Linked DNA regions of Mus musculus: region 1 is linked to region 2. A link is a contact called in public ChIA-PET data. All regions are on one chromosome and are shown on one strand. Each heading gives the region's core, a stretch centred on a gene start, on an enhancer-like site or on the middle of the called end of the contact. The rest is flanking DNA. Distances are from core to core; before and after follow the strand shown. Region 1 holds the start of Sel1l (sel-1 suppressor of lin-12-like (C. elegans)). Region 2 overlaps Ston2 (stonin 2).

Region 1 (3,972 bases), core at 425-2,924, 83 kb after region 2:
CAACAGAGCTGACGGACGAGGCAGGAAAAACTGTTGTGTTCGAACAGCCTTTAAACTCTGCAGATGGGAATTTCAGAGGGATGTAAGTTATGCTATTTGATTACTGGAATCTTCGCGCTTCAGTGTGAAGAGTCACAGAGCTCGTTCATGTATGGGTATGTGGTATATTCTAGATCTAAAACTTAGCAAAACCCCAAGAGGAACTCAGCCCATCAGGTACTTTACCCAAGGCAAGGGCAGCTTCCACGGCATACTTCTTTTGAACAATACCCGCTAGAATTTCTGCCAGAGTCAAGTATTGTAGTCTTTAAAGAACTGCTCTTCAACACAAACTGTCATTTCAAATGAAGCAGGATCAACCTCAAGCATAATGCTGGCAGTAAAGTGGTTACCATATGCTTGCCACATTTGAAAGGGTGTCTCCAAACACACCGGAGACAGCATTTTGGTCTAACTCGATTTTAGAAGTAGGATGACATTATGGCTTTCATTTACAACTAGAACGGAGGATCTGGGGATTCAAATAACCATCTGGGGAAATTCGGGTTTTTTTTTGTTTTTTTTTAAAGATGACATTTACATTTTGCAGTGTTCCAGAAAAAAGTATAAAGCCACCCAACAGCTGTCTTGTTAAGCGAAACTGATTAAAAATCTCAAAGTCTTCCAGGAGTCAATGTTTATTCACTCTAAAACATCCTAAGTACGTTTAAGAGAAACATTTCTAAGACAGTAAGTTTTCTGATATAGGCAGATCAAAACATTAAAAAAGAAAATCCTTTGCAAAGAGGTAATGTAAGTCAGCTAGTCGAAAAATCAATTTAAAAGCACACGGCTTTTTGTACCTACAGAAAAGGGCAACATTATTTTCTATTAATTTTGAAAGAACTAAGTCTGTCTCAAAACCCATAAATAAAATGACTATCTACAAACTCAAAGACCATGGACACCGTGGCAGAGGTCACATTTTTCCCAGGACGCGGGGGACAAGTGACTACAATTATATCAGAGTTTTTTCTTTTAAAAACCAGACTAACAGATCAGGTGTTGAGCAATTCCTCCACTGTCAACATCCTAGTCCGGATGAACCCTGCTCTGCACAAAAGTGACAGCTCCAGGTATGTCAACTGCAAACCCCAGCGTGTCCCAGAGCCTGTGCACACATCACCTACGTGAAGGTAGAGGAATCTCTGAGGGTCTAAGCCAGCCGTCAGGAATCCCCTCCTAATTGGGCAATTCCTAATTCGTCAGAAGTCACCTAAAGTTTGCTGCGTGGGAGAGGTGTGGGCAGGGTGACCAGCCCTTCCTTATGTCCAGTTTCCTAAGCACCCTCTTCGGCCCAGGCTAACCGATGCCCAAGGCAAGAGCGAGTGACAGTCAGGGCGAGCAGTGCCCGAGACCGCTGAGCCCCGTGGCCCTGTCTCCACCGCGGTCGGGGGGCGGTGGCTCGGGGCCTGCTGCCCGAGGCTCGATACTGACCCGAGGTCGCGGCTGCCGAGCCCAGGAGCACCGCGCAGAGCAGCAGCAACGACAGCCTGACGCGGACCTGCATCCTGCTCTCGAAGGTCGAGAGCCCTCGCCGTCGCCGTCGCCGTCGCCGCGACCAACTCAGCCGCTGCCTCTGTGCCGCCGCCTCGCAGCCGCTCTTCCTGCTCAGGTTCCTTCTTCGCCCCTTCCCAGGCCTCCCTGGCCCAGAGCGCAGCCAATCCGCGCCCGCCGCTCCGTCCTCCTTGGCCAATGGCCGTGATCGCCCCACCCCACACATAGTCACGCCCCCTATGTCATCTTTTAGCCAATCATTGTGTACAGTTGTCATACCAGCTTTCCCGGTTGGACCACGGCCTCACCGACATGGCCCCAGCTAATTGGTAGCGCCTGAATCAGCGGCTCGAAGGCGGGGGAACCCTCATCCAGGACTACAACTCCCACCATGCACCGCACTAGATTTTTCTCGGCCGATGCTCTTGGGAGATGCAGTTTAGCATAAAGTCAGGTTAGAAGCCGCAGGTGGCTGAGGGCATAAGGAGTTTCAAGAAAATGATTCACTGGACTCTTGCGTTTGAACCAGAATAATTATCAAGGAACAGATATCAAACGGTTAAGAACTTGCAAGGTTGCTAAGTATTTCTTTTTAATTATTTTGAGAACTTGAACTGGACATGATATGAACGCTGAGAAATAAGCTATACCTGAACTGAAAATTTTAAATATTTAGTTAAAAAAAATACTTAAGTCTTAAAAAAAAAAAGCTTAGGTGAAGCAATACGTGAAGTTTACAGAGCCAGCAGTACAAGACAATGCCGCTTGTCATTTCCCTAATAAAACAAAAGGGAAGAAATTCCTACCAGTGGAGATTAGTTCAGCTCCTGTGATTGTTTTCACTAAGGCTTCCATATATATTAGCCACTCAATAAATGTTCTAACAGCTCTCCCAAACCCTTCAAACACTGGTCCTCATTCTTCTCTAGTGAAATATTGCAATGCTCTCTTTTTCCTTGACCAGAAAAGGGATTAGATGGTTTGTGTGGCCACAGAGGTGAGAGCCAAGGCACTTCAGGGATTGCAATAGTTATGTAGTAAGTACCGATGCACGCACAATCCCTTTGAGTGGCAGGGCAGCATCTTGATGCTTTTCAGTCTTCTTAATCAAATTGAATCCTTCTAAGATTTATTTTCCAGCACTGCATACAGAACTCAGCAGGGGGTTAGGGGGGAAAGTCTTTCCTGTCTCAGTGTCTTGACTTCTCTGAACACTTGTTTTCTATCTTTTTTGGCAGTCATTATTTTTAGGAAGATGTTAAAAAATTAGCTGCTGTACGTTTGCATCAGAGGGCATGGGGAACAGTTTCCCCCATGCCCCCCAACACCCCCTCAGTGTGTGTGTGTGCGTGCACCATGCGCATAAAGGTGTATAGGATGGAGGTTAATGTCAGGGTTCGTTCTCAATTGATCTCTACCTTCTCCACCTTATTTTTTGAGACAAGGTCTCAACATGGGCCTTGTTGATTCATCTAGCCAAACCCTGGTTTAACTAGGATGTCCCAAGGATTCTCATGTCTGCTCTGCCACAGTAATGGGATTCCAGGCCCATGCTGCTGTGCTTGCTTTTAAAAAACCTGGGTTCTGAAGGATGGAGCTAAGGTCCTCAATATTAGATCTCAGGGTGTCTGAATATTCAGAAATGAGCTCCAGCTGGACCACAGGAGGACTTCTGGTGGGTTGATAAAAGCCAGCATTCTTCAGAAACTTGTGAAATTGCTTTCCATCTGCCAAAAGGAATCATTTCTCATACCTCTGGCAGAAGTGACATACGGCTCTCCATTGACCTGGACCTGTGGCTGTATAGGAAAGCCTATGCCAGCCTCTAGGCGCTCTCAGTCTCTGCTCACAAGTACTTGTTGTACATTCCAAAGCTCTCTCATTGGTCTCTTGGCCCTTCCCTCCCAGAAGCTACTCACCCTCCTTATAGCTCACTATTCTCTACTCTTCCTGCAGGCACCCCAACCCTTATTATTCTCCCCGTCTGCCATCTCTTGCTGTCTCCAAGATTCTCTTCCTCTGTCCTGCTTTCCTAGGCCAGGCCATACACAGCCTGCTTCCCTTTCTGTTCTGGACTCTTCTAGATGCATCTGGCTGTTTTCCTGCTTATATAAACAACTAAAACCTTAACCTTATCATGGAGTGGTCATGTTGGCTGTTTCTTTACTAACAATCTGGATATATCTATATCTGTATATGTGTATATAGATAGATATAGATATAGATATATAACTATATATCTCTATGTGTCTCCAATAAAGATTTTGGGTGAGCCAGACTGAGGGTGAGAGCATGGGAGAGCTGGCTCTTACTGTTGTCTCCTGTGTGGTGGTGTGGATGAGGGAGAAATGGCTTCCTCCCCCCTCATCCATTGATAACTATGGCAGTTGGAAGAGCTGGCTCTGGAGTCACGAGAGTGGGAGAACTGGCCCTGTC
Region 2 (4,271 bases), core at 1,198-3,697:
TGGCTCGAAGCCTCCCCGTGGAACTAGTTCTAGTACTTTTCTCACATGTTGGGGCTCTCTGAATCTCTTCAGTTAGGAAAAATCACACATCCCACACGACATCATCTGTGGTTTAAGGTGCTTTATGGGCAGCCTGCCCAAACTGCCACTGCCAACCCCCCTGGGACCTCTTGACTCCCTGTTAAAGACTCAGCCCCAGAACAGTGCGTCGGGCTCCACTCAGCTTCGGGCTGTTCAAAACAAGACAGAATCATTCCAGAGCCGCAGAGGGAAGCTAGACATAGTGGCTCCCACTGACCCTGAGCCGATAATTCCTTCTTTCCATTTTCAGCAATGTACAGAGGATCTGCTTCCCTTTTCTGAGAATCCTGACACAGGCAGACAACCAAAACCAGCCAGCCAGCCAGCCATACACACACACACACACACACACACACACACACACACACACACAGCAGGGGGCCTCAAAGTTGCAGCTGAGTGACCCCAGCCTGATGTGACCTTATCCTTGAGTATAGGTTGCGTTCCAGACCACTCACACACAAGATCCGTCCCAAGTCCAAGTGCTGACTAAGCAAGGCTGTGTAGGGTTCTCCAACAGCTAGGAGGGATGAAGCCAGACACCCTGGTGGGCTTGGCACAGCTGGCATGTCCACAGGGCTGGCTGGGCTTCAGTATATCAGGCTCAGGGGGTTGGGGTGGGGGATCTAAAATGCACCACCATGCCTTCCTTTTTGAAAGCTGTTATGTTCAGGGCATGTCTGTTAGAAGTGTCCTGACGATGAGATAAGAGAATTCTCAGATCATAAAATGTGAGCAACTGACTCCGTTTCAATGGCCACTGCTCACCTGCATCTCTGGTTCATTCCTGCTTTAAGAGTAATTTTTGAAATTCCTGTCCATTTTTCTTACACACACTTACACTCACACACACACACACACACACACACACACACACACACATTTTCCCACTAAAGATAATCTGGGAAATGTCTACAAGCACACCCACAGTATACTTCTAAACTCTAGAGTAGTGTGATTTATATTTATATAACTGTTTGCATGCATTTCAACTTCCTGGGGACATGGCTATTGTTCCAGGGGAGGCGTTCCCAGTGGGGGCAGAGGAGCCTGTCACCACAGACAAATGAGCCAGGATCCTCTGACCTTGTGACCCCTGTGCTAGCACCTTAGTGGCTAAGAATTAAGTCTGTTGCTTGTTTCTTCTCCCAAGTTGGTGGAAATTTCCCACCGTTTAAGCCTACCCTCTTCACTTCCTCAAACTGGAAAAACAGAAAGAAAAACTTCACCCTGGAAGGTCTTTCCTACTTTGATGTTTCTAATGTTTTCTTTGCAGCCCTCACATCACCCACATCCATCTGGAAACTGTTTCTCAAAACACTCCAGGATCGATTTAGGAGCACACCGCGCCATGGCACATACTTGGTCCTGCCACCGCGAATAGTATTTCTCTGGGTAGACAACTCACTGACAGTAACTCTTGCGAAACAGAAAAGCCGCAAATTCAAAGCAGGTAAACCACAAATGCAAACCCAGCAGAAGTCTACTTGGAGAATGAGAGGCAGGACTAGAGAGCCGCAGTTGCCACTTGTGAACGTCTCAGAGGCTGGGGAGACGGCTCAGCGGGCAATGAGCTCACTGGGCAAGAGCAAGGGGCAGAGGTTGGATCCCCAGCACCTGTGCCAATGGATGCCGCGTGGGTGTGGAACCCACCTGCAACCCAGCAGAGGAGGGAGAAGTAGTGGAGTGGGGGGTTGGATAGGGACAGTGAGGGACAAGCCAGCTAGACTAGCCAAATCGGTACGCTCTGGGCTCAAATACGACAGACACCACAAGGTGAAGGGTGACTGAGGAGCATGTCTATGCGTACCCCCCCACACACACACACACAAATAATAAAAAAAACTTTAATAGATCCAGAATATTATTTAGAGATCAAAATAAAGTGGTTTCAAACAACCACACCATTTGAATTTACAACAGAAGACAAGATGAGCTCGCATGTTAGGGGGCAGGGAGGATCTTCCTGCTTGGCTTAGGGCAAGCATGAGGTCAGTGTCACAGACAGAGATGACCCACCCCCTGAACCCCTTTTTAAATGCCTGCATTTTTCTCTGAATGTCTCTGCCTCTGTGATTTGTGTAGCGACAGCCGCACCACGGGCCAGGCTTGGTCACTGGATGTAGCATTTCAGTGACCAAGGAACGTCACAAGTGACAAGTGTGAGCAATGCATTGCATTAGCTCCTTGCCCTGCATCTGTGGTTCTCAGTCTGTGGAGAAGCGGAAGGGCTCTGAGGGCATGTGAACCGCCAGGGTTCCTTTCTCTAATGTGATGGCACGACACAAGCGATGACAGCCACAGCTGAGGGAACCACTTCAGAGCATTAGTGCAGCACTCGCAGAGCCCTCCCCCCTCCTGCCTCAGGGACAGGCTGTTACTACCAGTTACCAGCTGACAGGGACAGAGACTCAGTCTTAGAGGCTGGGTGACTTCCCCAAGGACACGAGGCTGCTGGGAGAACAAATGGTAGCCGATGCTGGTTCACTGATTTTTCAAGACTATGGGTGAGCCCCCTCACTAGATGGTTAGAATGATATAAACAAGGCAGGACAATGCCAGTCTCCAAGAAGTCCGTTTCTTCTATTGTAAAGGGGAGGGAAAGAACAAAGTGGAGTCGGAGAGCCGGACTGAGTCTTCTAAAAGCCAGAACTCCGGTGACCCTGGTTCACACACAGAACTCGCTACTGGATTACTTTCACTTTCACCCAGAATTAGGTCCTGTGCTGGTGCTAATGCTCTGAAGAGACACCATGACCAAGGCAACTTATAGGAGAAAGCATTTAACTTGGGGCTCCCTTACAATTTCAGAATGTCAGTCTATTATCATCATAGCAGGAGGATCGGTGGTGGCAGGCAGGCAAGCATGGCACTGGAGCAGTAGCTGAGAGCTACATCCGTATCCACAGGCAGCAGGCTAAGAGGGAGAGACTGAGATTGGTGTGGGCTTTTGAAACCTCAAAGCCCACCCCCAGTGACATACTTCCTCCAACAAGGCCACACCTACCCCAGCACGGCCATACCTCCGAATTCTTCCCAAACAGTTCCACTCTCTGGTAACTAAGCATCCGAACACATGAGCCTCAGGGAGTGAGGAGCCGTTCTCATTCGCCCCCCAGGTCCCATCACCAAACCTAAGACCCTCATATACATGCCTCCAGATTCAAATTCTCTATGGATTCCACCCAGTGACCAGCTCATGTCAATGTCTAACAGCCTTTCGAGCTCCGCATCCAAACTTGGCCAACGAACGACTCACCCTCCTGAAGTCCAAGATGCTTTTCCATTCAGGATGACAGAATAGGGGGCCTGAGGACATGGCTTAGTGGCTAAGTAATCTGTGTCCCCAGCATCGATATAAAACACCCAAGACAGAGCAGCACACACTTGTGGCTCCAGTGCTGAGGGGCAGGGCCGGGAGAGCCCGGAGGTTCTCTAGCCAGCTTTTCTGCCTAAGATAGCAAACTTCAGATTCAATTCGAGACCCTGCCTCACAAAATAAGGTGGATAAGACTAGTCAGACATCAAGACAAGACTTGATGGGGGCAAGGAGGAGGAGGAGGAGGAGGAGTCCTCACAGTTGGGTGCAAAGGGATGAGGGTGGAGAGGGAGTGAATAGGTTCAAAATAAATTGTATGACGTTCTCAACGAAATTAATAAAAATAGTTCAAAGAGTAAGGGAAAGCAATTCTAATCCCCGCTTCTGGTCTCCACACGTGCCTACATGGGTGATCATACGTGCACACATGCATGTGAGTATGGGGGCAAGTGGGCCTGTGCACACACACATACACTCACAGAGACACACAAACACACAGAGACAGACACACACACATGCACACACAGACACACAGAGAGACACACATACATTCACAGTCACACACACACACACACACACACACACACACGAACGCCCATAAGTGGAGAGCAGGAGGGAGCAGCATTCTTCCCAGAAGCCCAAGGCAAATCACCCGTCCTTGGCTTCTCTTTTTCTCTTACACTGCTTCTCTCGTGCTCATTTCATGAGAGGGCAGTTTGTGAGGATGCATCCTGTGATTTTTTAAAAGTGGATAGCACCCCCAGTGCACTTGGTAGGACGGCGTGTACCTGTGACTCACCTGGAGACCTTTACGGAAGCAGCCATGTGAGCCACACCTATCATGGTACTGTCCAGCCCTTGCACAGAAACA

The links. ChIA-PET counts read pairs in DNA pulled down with a chosen protein or histone mark.
Region 1: a contact with region 2 is called in an RNA polymerase II ChIA-PET map of effector CD8 T cells, with 19 read pairs. The contact joins the promoter of Sel1l here to the enhancer-like site in region 2. A contact is called at or near these places in 1 of 15 datasets of contacts at CTCF or cohesin (CD8 T cells), 1 of 484 Hi-C or Micro-C datasets (memory CD8 T cells), 4 of 115 datasets of contacts at active chromatin or transcription factors (double positive thymocytes, effector CD8 T cells, intestinal villus epithelium and 1 more) and 1 of 9 other capture datasets (adipose tissue).

Annotation. Positions count from the first base shown.
Region 1 is chr12:91,847,483-91,851,454 of GRCm38.p6, forward strand. It overlaps Sel1l (sel-1 suppressor of lin-12-like (C. elegans)), which reads right to left and starts at 1,675. Exons shown (of 21, transcript NM_001039089.1): 1 at 1,477-1,675. The coding sequence starts at 1,549.
Region 2 is chr12:91,764,149-91,768,419 of GRCm38.p6, forward strand. The region is part of intron 1 of Ston2 (stonin 2); the gene reads right to left. Among named protein-coding and RNA genes, the nearest start is that of Gm34718, 9.5 kb to the left of the region's middle. Within about 2 kb of position 2,448, at least 203 of the 459 cell types and tissues checked have an H3K27ac peak or open chromatin away from gene starts, as enhancers often do. A contact at or near this core is called in CD8 T cells, adipose tissue, effector CD8 T cells and 1 more, where this site is marked.